Linked DNA regions of Mus musculus: regions 1, 2, 3 and 5 are each linked to region 4. Evidence: chromatin contacts called from public Hi-C and HiChIP or PLAC-seq data. All regions are on one chromosome and are shown on one strand. The core of a region is the stretch at or near the end of the contact, and the rest is flanking DNA. Distances in the headings are between cores, read along the strand shown. Region 1 overlaps Gm34687 (a long non-coding RNA gene). Region 2 has its middle 55 kb from the start of Gm34628. Region 3 overlaps Gm34687 (a long non-coding RNA gene). Region 4 has its middle 150 kb from the start of Gm12511. Region 5 has its middle 59 kb from the start of Gm34628.

Region 1 (2,700 bases), core at 163-2,662, 960 kb after region 4:
TATGAGAGAATTTAAACAAACAAACAGAATGAATGTCCGCACATAGAAAAGTGAACTAGATCACAACCTCTCACCTGTACAAAATCAGCTCCAGATGTGAGACCCAAAATACTCCAGAAAGGAGGGAAGTGTAGGGGAAATGCTTCAAAATACAGGCACAGGCAAGGACTCTTTAAATGGGTTTTCAGTCACTCAGAAAAGTACGGTACCAACTGACAGTCAGACCCTCAGAAGATCAAACTGCAGAGCTTAGGAGGCGGTCGGGTGAAGAGACAATGACTGAATCAGAAAGGAAACCTTTGCTAGCGAGCAGGAGCCTGCATGTGCCCACTTCCCCTATCCCCAGTTCATAAGCCCGGTGACTCAGAGGATGGCAAGGCCTGCCTCTGGTCTGAGTGCAAATGCCTGCAGTGTGTGCAGAAGCTAGTAACTACAGCTTCCTCCTGCTGTGTGTTTACAGCCTGGGACTGCTCGCCTACAGAAACCTCCTATAGTCCAGCTAGCCCCACGCCCTATGCTGGGCATAATAAAAACCGAGGTCCCAGAGTGCAGTTGTGTTATTGACACAGTTCCACTAAGGTTCACACAGCCTGTCTGATAGAAGCTTTTCAGTGACCCTGTGTCTCTCATCTCCATCCCTCACTCTTCCTTCTTCTCGGGACACATGGCCTAAGACACTTCTTCTTCTAAAAAAAAAAAAAAAAATCTATTTATTTACTTACTTATTTATTTGTGTACACTGTAGCTGTCTTCAGACACACCAGAAGAGGGCAGCCCATTCACGTTTCCACACTAGGCCATGTTGGACGTGGCAGATTATTAACTCTGAGGGAGACAAGTGCTTACTAACACACAGTTGTGGGAATGGCAGTGTAGCTCAGTGGTAGAGCAAATGGTTAGTATGCACAAAGCACTGGGTTCAATGCCTGTGATGGCGAAGGAGAAGAATTCAATGCTACCATGACTGCATCTCGTGTTGCTTTGCTTAAATGTGTGGTCAGGCCCCCCTGTACACTGGGGACATTGCCGCAGATGTTGCCCTGTCTCCAGGACTGTTCCATCTCTGCCCACTGGGGCCTTGTTTTATACTCATGTGCAGGTTTGCATGGCTGGTCCTCACATGGCAGAACCCACAGACACCCCACACCCCACTCACCCCCACCCCCATTAAAAGCTGAGCCTAGCGGTGGCTTACAGAACTGTGGATCTGTCCACCAGTCTGGGTACTAACTCAGAAAAGCACAAGTTTTCCCTTTTTCTTTTTCCTTTTTCTTTTTTCTTTTCTCTTTCCTTATGATATAGGCCAAAGCCTCTGACACTTGGGGCTTCCCTTCCTCCAGAGCACCCTGCTCTTTCCCTACACAGATGCTTGGCCTGCCGCCATTTTGCTAACCTTCATGCCTAACTCATAAGCATGACTTTCTCTCGTCCTCCCTTCTCCCCGTCTCTCCCCCAGCAGCTGCTGAGACTTAAAGCATGCCTGCCCTGTTGTTGTTTTTCTCTGAGACTCTAATAAAATTGTCCATGAGCTTCCAAAAACAAAATTGAGCCTAAGTGAATTTGTGTGTTATTTTCATTAAGGATCCTTTGAAACGTCTGGGCTATGAACATCCGAGTTGGCCATCCATTCATGGTGGGGGATAAGAAAACAGACACTTTGCACATGTCACGGGTGGCTTAGTGCATATGCACCACTGATGACTATCTTGCTCAGAGTGAACTCTCCAGTCCAGGTAGCCCTGGAGAAGAACAAGGGTGAGACCTGCAAATGCTGACATGACCTGTGTTTCAGAAGTGTCTTAGCAGGGCTGGAGAGATGACTCAGCGGTTAAGAGCACTGACTGCTCTTTCAGAGGTCCTGAGTTCAATTCCCAGCAAACACATGTTGGCTCACAACCATCTGTAATGGGATCCGATGCCCTCTTCTGGTGTGTCTGAAGACAGCTACCGTGTATACACATAAATAAATAAATAAATAAATAAATAAATAAATAAATAAATCTAGAAGAAGAAAAAGGAGAAGGAGGAGGAGGAGGAGGAGGAGGAGGAGGTGGTGGTGGTGGTGGTGGTGGTGTCTTAGGCCATGTGTCCCGAGAAGAAGGAAGAGCAAGGACTGAAGATGAGAGAGGCAAAGACATCATAAGTCTCGCCATCATGGCTGACCACGTGACCCAAGGGATAAGACTAAGCTCAGGGTGACTGCCACAGTTTCTCTTCACACACACACACACACACACACACACACACACACACACACACACATACACACACACACACACACCACAAAGCCTGCTGGCTGGAGGGAAAAAACCCATAAAGTTTTGGGGGTGTCTCCTGTCTTCCCAGACCACCAGCACAGCTCATCCTGTCTTCACTTCCAATTGTTTGTGGTCCTAGGCTCATAAACTCCAGGATTCCTGTTACACTTCAGCATGCCACAGTTTGCTAGGAAGCAATGATTGAGCTCCTACTGTATACCAGCTGCAACTCTAAGCCCCTGAAACCCTACTTTGTCAAAACTGCTGCTGGGTATACCTCCCTAGAATGTCATCCATGCCCTGCCTACCAGGTTGGCAGCCTCAGCCTGCACAGCTCACACTGGAGATGGCATTTTTAGGACAGGTTCCTATGCTCCATTGTGGGGGGAAGGACTTATAAATGAAACTAAAAGCCAGGGCCAAGCCTAGAGACACACGCTGG
Region 2 (2,700 bases), core at 195-2,694, 810 kb after region 4:
CATCCACTGGGTCTTAAAACGACATTTGATGGACTTTGTATATAATTAGTGATGTCTGTGGAAAGCTGCAGGATGCTTTATTCTAAAAGAAGATACAATTCAGGCATGGAAGATGGTGCCTCTAATCCCTGCACTGGGGAGGCTCAAGCAGGAGAAGAACAAGTTTGAAGAAAGCTGGGGCTATATAATGGGACTTTGTTTAAATAAATCATACATGTATGCATACACACACACAGGATATGGTTGTCAAAAATGTAATTAAACCTGAGTCCCCTTATCCCTAAACAGGACATGGCAACATTTTCCATCCCATAAAGATAGAGTTTTTCAATTTAATCCAAATTTAGGAAGTAGCTACTTGAAATACAGAGAGAGACTAGTAGATTTCGTGTACAAATGCCATGGCACCTTTGGTAGGGGAAGGAAGGGGATGGTGATGAGAACAGAAATTGATTCTAAATTAAGAGAGTCCCTAATTAAAGTTATATCATTAAGCACCTGATCTCTTTCTTTGCAGGACCACAAAATATTCCTGTGTGAGAATTTCTCACCAGCCCATCAGGCACCTTTAGAGGTAGGAAAACAGAAAAGGGTGTTATTCTTCTTTGTATGTAAGGTGAGCCTGGTCCAGCTACAAATTGAGATGGACTTTGACCCTTCACCCAACTTCTCCAGCTAGTTCCAATCTGAACATTGTGGTGAAAATATGACCTTAAGTGACCCCCACCAGCCTCTGAGGTCACTAAACTAGCTCTATGGCATCTCTGGAAATGCAGAGTTGCACCAAAAGCCCATTGACTGGTGCCAGCTGCACACTGAGCCCAGAGCTGGCCTCCAGGACAGCAAGGTGTATAGACTTTGATGATCTGCCCACGAACTCTATGGAAGTCAGAAAGATAACCAAGGAAAATTCCATGAGGAATGTTCCAGAACTGATTCCACCTGGGCAGTTTGGAAATCATGTAACAGAAAAGGTTCTCTTTTGAGAGTTCACCAAATAAGGAAATGGATAAGGGAAAGCCGGGTCACAGGAACGTCATAAGCAAAGTAGGGCCAAGGAGTATAGGAAGCTATTCAGTGTCATGCTCAGAAACATAAGTGGTCTGGAGGCAGGAATTGTGAAAGGTGATGCTCGGGAAATGAGCAGGAGCCAAGTCATGAAGGGATGCTCTGTGTGCCAAAGGAAGAGGTCTGGCCTCTGTCCAGCAGCTACGGACCAGCCACCGAGAGCTTTGAAATTCCGAAGTGACGTGGTCAGACTCACCCTCCGATCATTCCCTCTAGGGCACTAAGAAGCAGATGGTCTGAGCAGAGAGCGAAGGCTGGGAGGTGAATTGTAAAGAGTTTTATTGCTATTTTTATGTACAGCCTCTGTTCTAAAAGAAACAATAGAGGGTTAAGTCATGGGGCCCCATAATGGGGCATGTGGGCCAAGGTGCAGGCTGTCTGGCACTGGATACATGGACACATGTTGGTGAGTCGGGTCACGGTGATGAGTAAGAGGCAACTAAGAGAAGGAAGACACAACAAAAACCCCAGGATTGTATGACCCTGGGCAGCTCAGTGACCCTCACACAGCCACAGAGTCCTCACGCATGTGGTGGCAGTCACCTGGCCAGCGTGCTTGTGAGTCAGAGGCACACAAAGTCCCTGGCAGAACGTGAGACCTAGAGCAGGTCCTCCATAGGGGTAGCCACCACCATAGAAGTGGAAACGCTTCCTTCTGCCAAGAATGCTCTCAGCACTCAGAAAGGATCCATTCACGGAGACAGAGGCTTCCTGCACTGAGTAACCAAAGCAAACAAGAGCAATAGGGACGGAGCCTGAGTTACTACCTACAGGGGAGGTTCAGGTGTCCCTCTGATGGAAAGCAAAACCCAGCTCAAGTCAAACAAGCCTGTACACACCGATCAGAGCTATGTGTTCTCAGCAGCCCTGGGCACAGTCCCACAGAACCTGGTTTGACAAGCTGCACTGGCCTGATGCCCAGGTCCAGATCAAACCTAGGAGGCCTGAAGCTGCTTTGATAATCAATCTCTCTCTCTCTCTATATATATATATATATATATATATATATATATATATATACACACACACACACACACACACACGCACGCACGCACGCACGCACGCACGCACACACCTGTTTATCTCCTCTCTCACTCAGAGGGTCAATCATTGCTAAGTAGTACCCATGTCCCTGTGGCTCTAAGCTCTGAGTGCAGATTCCCGAATTGGAGCAACTAGCTCACCAGTCAGAAACAAGCCTGGCTCCTCAGTTAGCACTCTCAGAGGTAGAGTTACTCACACTCACGGGTCAGACAAGGATGAAGAAACCCACCCTAAAGCACTTGCATGGAAAGCAAAGAGCCCATGGATGAAGACATTGCTTCACCCAAGCTAGCTACTCTCCCTCATCCATCTCCTGACTCACATCCTCCCCACTGCAAACACTCCAGAAATACCCTCAGCCCCTAAGAGATACTGTCTCCTTCTGATAACATTGTATATTTCTCAGTGGACCCCACAGCCACGGCTGTTTCTCAACTGTGACTCACCTTTGAGCTCTGAAAAGACTTCATGTCTTCCTCATGAGGCTGAGATGTGGGTCCCTAAAAGTCACTAGTGACCTTTGCAAATGCAGAAAAATTCTCATCCACCCTCAGGATTATCCAACTCTAGTCTCCTCCGCACCTAGGA
Region 3 (2,700 bases), core at 59-2,558, 920 kb after region 4:
ACTGCTAGAAAACCCAGAAATCCAGAGCTGGTTTCCAACCAGGCCTGTGAGAAGCAGAGAATATTCTGGGCTGGGAAAAGAGGAATTGTGGATCATAGAGATGCTGAGGAGGGTTGAGCTAAAAAAAAAAAAAAATTAAGCAAAGCATAGCTACTGGAGGCACACACTCAGCTCAAGGCAAGGCCCCAAGGGGAACAAACATTCTCTGTGCCATAAAGGACAGAGGATGGCAGAAGAGACATTTGGAAGGCAGCCAGAGCACCTGCCACCATGTGACACATGTAGGAATAAGAGACTTCCCCGGAGGCTACCAGATCCTAGGTGGGACTAAGGCTCAAACTTTGAAAAAGGTCTAGGAGACCAAATGTTTAGTTGGAATATAAGTGTGGCACCAAATGAAGACCTCCAAGAGCCTATGGCTGCATTCTGAGTTAAGAGAGGTTAGACCCTATGCAGAAGACAGAAGAAAAAAGGTCTATGATTCGTCCCAGGAGAAGCTGTAATGGCAGGGACAGGGTTTGTTTGGCCTCACAGGATATCCTAACCAAGCAACAGCAGCATCCAGCCTCTGAGAATGACGTCCTCTGCTCGTTCCTGCCCTTCCCTGAGTGTGTCTGGGCATGTTAAAACCGTGACGTGAGCTACTTGCCACACGCAAGAAGTGAGGTAACGGGAAGAAGAAACCATGCCCGTCAGACCGGAGTCCTCAGCACAGTTACTTAAAGCATTGCTGGTCATCAAACTAACAGGCCACTGGTCACCATGGTAACAGCAATCAAAACACCAATTCCTGCTTTCCTGAGCTGGTGTTGAATGACGATTGTGCTGCACAGAGGAGCAACTTAATCCCTCAGTGCACAATAAACAGAGTTGCCAGCTCCAGCCTCGTAGAAGATGGAGAAAAATAACTTGCGAGCGGACAAAGTACATTTCTCAGGGTGGATGCATGATTCGAGCCAAGAACTCAAGGAGGGAATCTTTTTGCTCAGCTTGAAGTCATTGCTGTCTCTGAGCCGCTTCCCCCACCCATCACAGTTTTTAGGGAGGGAGACTGTTACGACTGCTTAAGAAACATGATGAATTTGTTTTAAACCCCAGATATGTGCATCTCTAGCCTTCCTGGCAAAATTCAGACAAAAATTTAATGACGGCTGTGAAATACTCACATTCGAAGTAGATCTGATAATTTTCCTTTATGTCACCAAGGCAACACAGAATTCATCTTCATCTCTTTGGAGGATAGTGATCCTCTCCAAATGCCTGATGCAAGCGTGAAACACAAGCCTCCCCCTCCTTTTGTTCCACCCCTACAGCCGAGTGAAGCCAAAATCCCTGGATCTAGGCCCATTGGCTGCCAAGTCACAGCTGTCTTGGGTTTCCTCACTCCAAGGTCACTGGGCAAAATCGTAGAGACCCTGGGATGCACCATAAATCCAATTCCTCTTTTCAAAGCCTATTTCCTTCTCTTCTCCTATAAGAGTCTCAGAGAGGTACATTCTAATACAACAAAGTACACAAGGAATCCTGCTTTAATTCCCTTCTCCACTCTATTCCATCAGCAGATCAAGGGCCCAAGACTGGCAGATGCCAGTTGCTACATCTCACTCCAGATCTGCATGGAGAATGGAGTAAGTGGCTGGGTAGACACCAGTCTGAATGCCCTGTGGTCAGCTGTGTACCTTTGGACTAGCCAGTTCTGGTCAAGGGCAGAAGCCATTTGGAACCCACAGAGCTATCCAATCCCAAGTCCAGTGATTCACTGAGTCTCTCAAGAAACCACAGTCTTCCTTGAACTATGACACGGTGTAACCTTTGGTTGTGAGTGTTTTGCCACAGTTTGTTTCTCTAACTTTAGCACAGAGATAGTATCCTGTGCAGAGGTGTAATCGCTGTGTACCTACTCCTTGGCAGCTATTACGTTTCTCTGGCTATAAAAGCCTAAATCAAAACATAGTCTCTGTGGAGTTCCAATTTTTCTAGGTGTATAATGAGTCTACCTCATAGGATCACTGAGTGAATTTAAAATACAAGATGTGAGCCAGAGGGAAAGACCATCAGCTAAAGGTAGAGCTACCAAGCCTCATGACCTGTGTTTGAATCCCAGGAGCCACATGGTAGAAATGGAGAATCAATTCCCACACATTGTCTTCTGACCTCCCCACATGTACTGTAATGTAGTCACACACAAATAGTAATATTAAACAGGCTGAGCAAGTTATGTTGGGTGTGTGTGTGTGTGTGTGTGTGTGTGTGTCTGTGTGTCTGTGTGTCTGTGTGTCTGTGTGTCTGTGTGTCTGTGTGTCTGTGTATGTGTGTCTGTGTGTCTGTGTGAGTGTGTATGTGTAACAATGACAATTATGAGAAAAGAGCCCATGAATTTGAAAGGGAACCAGAGGAAAACATGGTAGGGATTAAAGAGAGGGAAAGGAAGGGAGAAATTACATAATTATATTTTGACTTTAAATAATAATAATAGCCGGGTGGTAGTTGGCGCACGCCTTTAATCCCAGCACTTGGGAGGCAGAGGCAGGCAGATTTCTGAGTCCAAGGCCATCCTGGTCTACAGAGTGAGTTCCAGGACAGCCAGGGCTACACAGAGAAACCCTGTCTTAAAAAACAAAAATTAATAATAACAATAATAATAATAATAATAAACAACTGTGGGAGCAAAGTCAGTACCCCAGACCTTTGATACTAATT
Region 4 (2,700 bases), core at 150-2,649:
AGAACATGGCTAAGTACCTTCAATGAGCCTAGCCCCTTGTCAGAGACATCCAACTGTAATGGGAATTCAATTGAGCTCATAAGAAGTGATAGAACTTCCTGAACAGTCCTGTAAACAAGGTGGGGCTAGGGGCTCTGAGCATCAAAAAGCTCTTTGTAGGCTCTTCGGAGAACACCCAAGCAAGCTACACATCGTCGGGTCAACGAAAACCAAGCTTTGTGAGAAGGAAGATCCTGGGAGAAAATGGTTTGAATATCCACTTCAAGTCAGTGGACATCAGGTTAAACTGCTGTTGGTGCAAGCTGCAGAGGCACAGGGGGATAGGGAAACACACGGGATCTGGGGTGGGGCTGGGGCATTTATTTACAGCAGATTTCAGATCGTGAATAGGTGTTTTCTGGTCAGTGAAGAGAGGAAAGCAGTAATATATGCCATCATGTTTAAAAGCTTTTCAGTAGGTTCAGCATGACTGTGGCCATTGGGAGGAGTGGATAGCAATAAGACTCTAGAGAGCCCTAGACAGACTAGCAGGTGTAGGAGCCGACAAGCCAGGGCCGTAGCCTTATACTGAGGAGGGCTCTGACCAAGAGGAGATGCTTTTCCTGTCCCAAGTTGACTTGAACCCAGACCCTATGCCCTTCTATTTCCTGTTTCGTCCCTGATTAGCATAAGCAAGTGACTCTCTAATTTGGGAACTGTTCCAAGAGCACACAATGCTAAAACCCCAACAGAAAGCTGGGAATTTCAAAAAGAGGCATGCCCAGGCAGGGACCCAGCTCCTGAGGGATGGGTGGACAGGAGGAGGGTTGACAGGAAGCCAGCTCAGACCTCTCTTTAAGCTGCTTCTCCTCTGGGGGGAATTGGGGTGTGTGTGTCTTGTAGCAAATATTTGTCACCAGAGGGAAATCTTGGCTGGCCTCAGGATCGCAGATAATTAAGAGATATGATTTATCACTGGCAATGTCTCCAGGCCTGGCCAGAGCATGAGTAAATGTTTTCCAAGCTGCTTGGCCTTTCGCTCAGCCACACTGCTGGGGAGGCTCTGCTTGCATGCCAGGGATCTCAAGTTGTTTGAACTGTGATATAGCAGCAGGGATAGGGGGTGAGCCTGTAGTGCGTCCCAACAAAGGTCCCCTGGGCAGCTAGTCCTGGCTTTTGACAGAAAGGTGGTCTGGTAAAAATCAATAGAACCAGGCAGGTTTGGGAGGAATTCCCACATATATAACAGTGGGCAACTCGCTTGGCTTAACTGATCTGCCTCAGTTTCCTAGTATTTGGAATTAACAGAGAGATTTGAAATGAAGCAATGTTGAGCCGCAGGGAACACTTAGTAATGCCTGGAAGAATTCTTTGGTTGTCACAACTCTGAGAAGGCCATATAGGGAGCGGGAAGAGGTCAGAGTTGCTGGTGAGTGCTGAATGACGACCACGGGATGGCCCTGCCAGTCCTTGGCTCCTGTGTCCCCAGGGCTGAGACTGAGAAATCCTGAGGCATAGTGATGACATAGAGTAGTTGGCGATGTAAGTGACAGCACGTGGGCTGTACTGCTCTGCTGGACATGAAGTGGCCCCGACTGTGCTAAGTCATTACCATGGAAGTTACGAAAGTCATTAAAAAAAAACACACACACTTTAAGGCTACCACCAGTCTGAGGTAGATTTGGAGGAAAAGGCCACCTGAATACAGAAGGACAAATTAGACCTCCCCCACCCCAAAGAGCTCCTCTCTCCTCCCTCTTTTCCTTCTCCTCTGCCCTTTTGTTCACCATTTATTGAGCATGGATTTTTTTTATTAGGAGCTAGAGATTTGAGCTGTGGAATTGACTAGAAGAATAACTTGTATGTCTTTGAAATGTCCCTCAAATAGATCACTATTGATTTTATGAAAAAGAATCCCATAAAGAAAAGCACAATGAGCTATATAGACAAGTTGGTGGCAAGTGTGTGTCTATAGTCACAGCAGTGCAAGGTGAGTTCCCTGAGGCCTGCCTGCAGGGTGTGAGGTCAGCATCCTACCCCATTTTAGTGATCCCCTCCCTGTCCAGTGGATGACTGGAGTCCTTTCCAGATGACTAGCTGCTGTTGGCCTGAGGTGAGGGGCCCTGGGCCAGACCCTGAGTGAGATGTGGATCTGAGCATCCGCTCAGGGACCAACTCTGCTTATGGGCCTGCCCTGCAGCTGGCCATGGGAGTGTTTGCAGAAGGAGAGGAGGGATTGCTGAACAGCTCCCATGTGCCCATCCTGCATTGAAAGGAGCCTGGCTAGATGCCTGGGGCAAGCTGTTGGCTCTTGTTTTCTCTGAAGAGATTGGAGGGGAGTATTTGTATTCCATCTTAAAGCCCTGGCAGCAGGTTTAGGGTTGTCTTGCCACAGCAGAGGCAAAAGCCAGCTTCTAATTTAGAAGTGTGTCTGTAAATGAGAACACACACACACACACACACACACACACACACACACACACACACACACAGAGTGAGAGAGAGAGCGCCATAATTCTCTCTCTCTCTCTCTCTCTCTCTCTCTCTCTCTCTCTCTCTCTCTCAAATTAGCCTCTAGGGTTTCCCCCCTAGTACTTCCAGCCATGGCAAGATGTACCCCTCAAGGAAATGCAATCAATAGGATCGGGTGCTCATAGGACAAAAGAGGCAAGCATAGGAGAGATCAGGTTGCTAGAACTCCCTGCATTTTATGCTCAAGCC
Region 5 (2,700 bases), core at 66-2,565, 700 kb after region 4:
CAGTATTTAGCACAAAAACAAGTAATTGTAGTCTTAATATTAGTTATATATTCAATTGTACAGTTGGGAGGCACTATAACTTGTCAGCTCTTTAAAAACTGGAGTAGGAGCTGGAGGAATGGATCCACAGCCTGTCCTCGGTGGGAGAGGATGCACCTAATCCTATAGAGACTTGATGCCCCAGAGAAGGGGGGATGCTGGCGGGAGGGGTGAGGTGTGGGAGGGTGGGGGAGCACCCTCTCAGAGGCATAGGGGAGGGGGGATAAAGTGAAGAACTCTGGGAGGGAGAACTAGGAAAGGGGGCAACATTTGGAATGTAAATAAATAAAATAATTTAATTTTAAAAATTGAAAAAAAAAAGCCTACTGTTCTTACAGAGAACCCTCCATGCTGGGCAGCTCACAGCTGTCTATAAGTCCAACTCTGAGGAAACTCATGTCCTCTCTGGCCTACACAAGACCTTGCCTCAGGAGTACGTAACCACAACCACACACACATAATACACATTTAAAATAAATCTTTAAAATGGATGTATTACATACACACTACATACTAGCCAGTTAGACTACATTTCCACTTTTTAGAACAACAAAAAATCCTCTAATCTTTTCACATTTCAGAAATATCATAGCACACATAGACACACATCTGAATTATGATTCATGAGGAGTAATAACACGTATGGTAAAAAAAAAAAATTTAGTGACTAAATTCATAGCCATACTGTGTGGTAAGTATTGTTAGCTTTAATTTTATTGTTAATGGGATCCAAAAGCTGATTCATGCAAGGTCACCTAGATAATTAGCCCAAAAGGTTTTAAACAAAATTGCTGACTCAAATCCTCATGATTTGCCAGCTACAGCAAGCCCTGATGAACAGTAGACATGAAGGATCACCAGCAGTCTCAAGACCTAGGAATTAGTCAGCCCTAGAGGGCCAGGGCACAGGGTCCTCACATGCCAGTATTTTGACCATAATGCTGAAAAGCTCACTCCTTTTGGATGCTCAGCTACATTACCGAGGGACTAGCCAGGCCTTCTCAATACGATATGAATGGACAGGGTGGATACCATAAAGCAAATGAGTCTGCCACACATTCTAGGGAAAATGATACTTGGAGCAGTCAGAAGAAAGAAAAGACCCAACAAGGTCTGAAGGGAGTCATTATCTGGAGCAATTAGCAGGGTCTACAGTCTGTGCCTTCCATCTTTAGGCTCATAAAAATCTTCCTTGTCAGAGTTATAGATTTGCCTAGACCCAGACCGTTGACTCACTTACTAACACATGTGGACATTCATCAGAGGAGTTGTCAAATCTGCTCACTCCCAGTGAGGAAAGCCATTGTCAAGACAATGGATGCTGTGTCAGCCTGACCAGCCTTGGACAAGCAGTGTGCAAAGCCAAGTCAGTGGAGCCTCTGTTGTGGGTCTTGATCAGAGCTAGGGAAATAACCAGGTGAGCTCATGTTTAATGATACCAGACAGGTTAACTGGCTAATGCTCTTTGTCCCATTCTGAGACAACTCACTAGAGCAAAAGGAAAACTGAGGTCAACCTGATAAAGTGCCAGACATGAAACTGCTGAGATGACAGGGAGGCGGGTCCCTGGTCACTCTCTTCTCACCAAATCCTCTCTCTAGCAACTCCATCCTGATGGACAGATTCTAAATGGAGATTGTGAATGCCAAGTTTACTTGTGGTCAGGACTAATGTAAGCGTGTGAGTCATTCCGATCCCTTGGGGAGACCTCACCTTACTCAAAGCTAACAGTTTATATGTGGACATCTGAGCTTGATTCTCAGAGCTCAGTCTGTCACTAGCAAGCCTGTGTCAGGGCAATCTGACTGATGATTTTACAAATAGAAATTAAACTAAAGAATGTACTGTCAAACCAACACAAGGTTCATGGCGGTGGGGACTGGCAAGCACACACATATTCAAGGTTTTATATATATTCCTATACCTGTATGTTGATACATGTATAGATGAGCTCAAAATATTATAAATTTTAATCATCCTTTCTTCATTTTCAGATGAGGAAGCCTTAGCTAACTTCCTTGTCTATAGTTGTAAGCCAGAAAGTAACAGATATTCACAATTAAAAAAAATTCTCCATTCATCCTATTATCTCAGAACACTCTTTAATTTTCTATGAGCACCAATTTTAATAATATAATATTCTAAACATCTCTACTTTACTTAAACTATTGTAAGTATCTTCTTATATTAAATATGATTCGAAAACCACCACTGAGCGAGCTGACTTGCTATCTCATCAGTGAGGCATCAAAATTGGGTAGCCAAGTTGCTTTCCATTTTTTCTTTTTCAAGTAGAACTGCAGAGAAAATCCTCTCAGAAAAGCATTTTAACAAACACTTGTTTCAGAATTATTTTCAGGTCACAGGAAAGAGTGTCTTTCTCAGTTTCTCCTGGTGCTAGCACCTCGCCTTTCCATAGTACAGCCCTGACAATGGAAAAACTGAACTTTGATGCTTTGTTCTGCTTTCATTAGGTTTCCCACCAATGGTGTGCTGTTCCAGGATCCAAACCAGCATGTTGCACTGCACTGAGTGTAGCAAACTGTATACATGCATGTGCCATTTCTATCTATTCTGCACTGAGTGTAGCAAATTTTATAGGTGCCTGTGCCATTACAGTCTATTCTGGATGTGGAAGAATGAACTACTGGAAGTATGAGC

The links. Hi-C and Micro-C count contacts between places; a contact is called where the count stands out from the background. HiChIP or PLAC-seq counts read pairs in DNA pulled down with a chosen protein or histone mark.
Region 1: a Hi-C map of uterus shows a contact between it and region 4. The contact joins two enhancer-like sites. A contact is called at or near these places in 3 of 39 promoter capture datasets (the 3T3-L1 cell line and cranial neural crest), 4 of 484 Hi-C or Micro-C datasets (the C2C12 cell line, the HL-1 cell line, muscle stem cells and 1 more) and 3 of 115 datasets of contacts at active chromatin or transcription factors (embryonic stem cells, fibro-adipogenic progenitors and stem cell-derived neural progenitor cells).
Region 2: a FOXA1 HiChIP or PLAC-seq map of pancreatic cancer cells shows a contact between it and region 4. The contact joins two enhancer-like sites. A contact is called at or near these places in 4 of 115 datasets of contacts at active chromatin or transcription factors (embryonic stem cells, extraembryonic endoderm stem cells, pancreatic cancer cells and 1 more).
Region 3: a Hi-C map of uterus shows a contact between it and region 4, with 5 times the contacts expected there. The contact joins two enhancer-like sites. A contact is called at or near these places in 1 of 484 Hi-C or Micro-C datasets (uterus) and 2 of 115 datasets of contacts at active chromatin or transcription factors (astrocytes and embryonic stem cells).
Region 5: a FOXA1 HiChIP or PLAC-seq map of pancreatic cancer cells shows a contact between it and region 4. The contact joins two enhancer-like sites.

The regions. Positions count from the first base shown.
Region 1 is chr4:56,680,964-56,683,663 of GRCm38.p6, forward strand. The region is part of intron 5 of Gm34687 (a long non-coding RNA gene); the gene reads right to left. Among named protein-coding and RNA genes, the nearest start is that of Gm26144, 3.3 kb to the left of the region's middle. Within about 2 kb of position 1,413, at least 1 of the 459 cell types and tissues checked has an H3K27ac peak or open chromatin away from gene starts, as enhancers often do. A contact at or near this core is called in uterus, where this site is marked.
Region 2 is chr4:56,531,902-56,534,601 of GRCm38.p6, forward strand. No RefSeq gene overlaps it. Among named protein-coding and RNA genes, the nearest start is that of Gm34628, 55 kb to the left of the region's middle. Within about 2 kb of position 1,445, at least 71 of the 459 cell types and tissues checked have an H3K27ac peak or open chromatin away from gene starts, as enhancers often do. A contact at or near this core is called in pancreatic cancer cells, where this site is marked.
Region 3 is chr4:56,643,468-56,646,167 of GRCm38.p6, forward strand. The region is part of intron 6 of Gm34687 (a long non-coding RNA gene); the gene reads right to left. Among named protein-coding and RNA genes, the nearest start is that of Gm26144, 34 kb to the right of the region's middle. Within about 2 kb of position 1,309, at least 130 of the 459 cell types and tissues checked have an H3K27ac peak or open chromatin away from gene starts, as enhancers often do. A contact at or near this core is called in astrocytes and uterus, where this site is marked.
Region 4 is chr4:55,721,127-55,723,826 of GRCm38.p6, forward strand. No RefSeq gene overlaps it. Among named protein-coding and RNA genes, the nearest start is that of Gm12511, 150 kb to the left of the region's middle. Within about 2 kb of position 1,400, at least 70 of the 459 cell types and tissues checked have an H3K27ac peak or open chromatin away from gene starts, as enhancers often do. A contact at or near this core is called in astrocytes, pancreatic cancer cells and uterus, where this site is marked.
Region 5 is chr4:56,417,991-56,420,690 of GRCm38.p6, forward strand. No RefSeq gene overlaps it. Among named protein-coding and RNA genes, the nearest start is that of Gm34628, 59 kb to the right of the region's middle. Within about 2 kb of position 1,316, at least 28 of the 459 cell types and tissues checked have an H3K27ac peak or open chromatin away from gene starts, as enhancers often do. A contact at or near this core is called in pancreatic cancer cells, where this site is marked.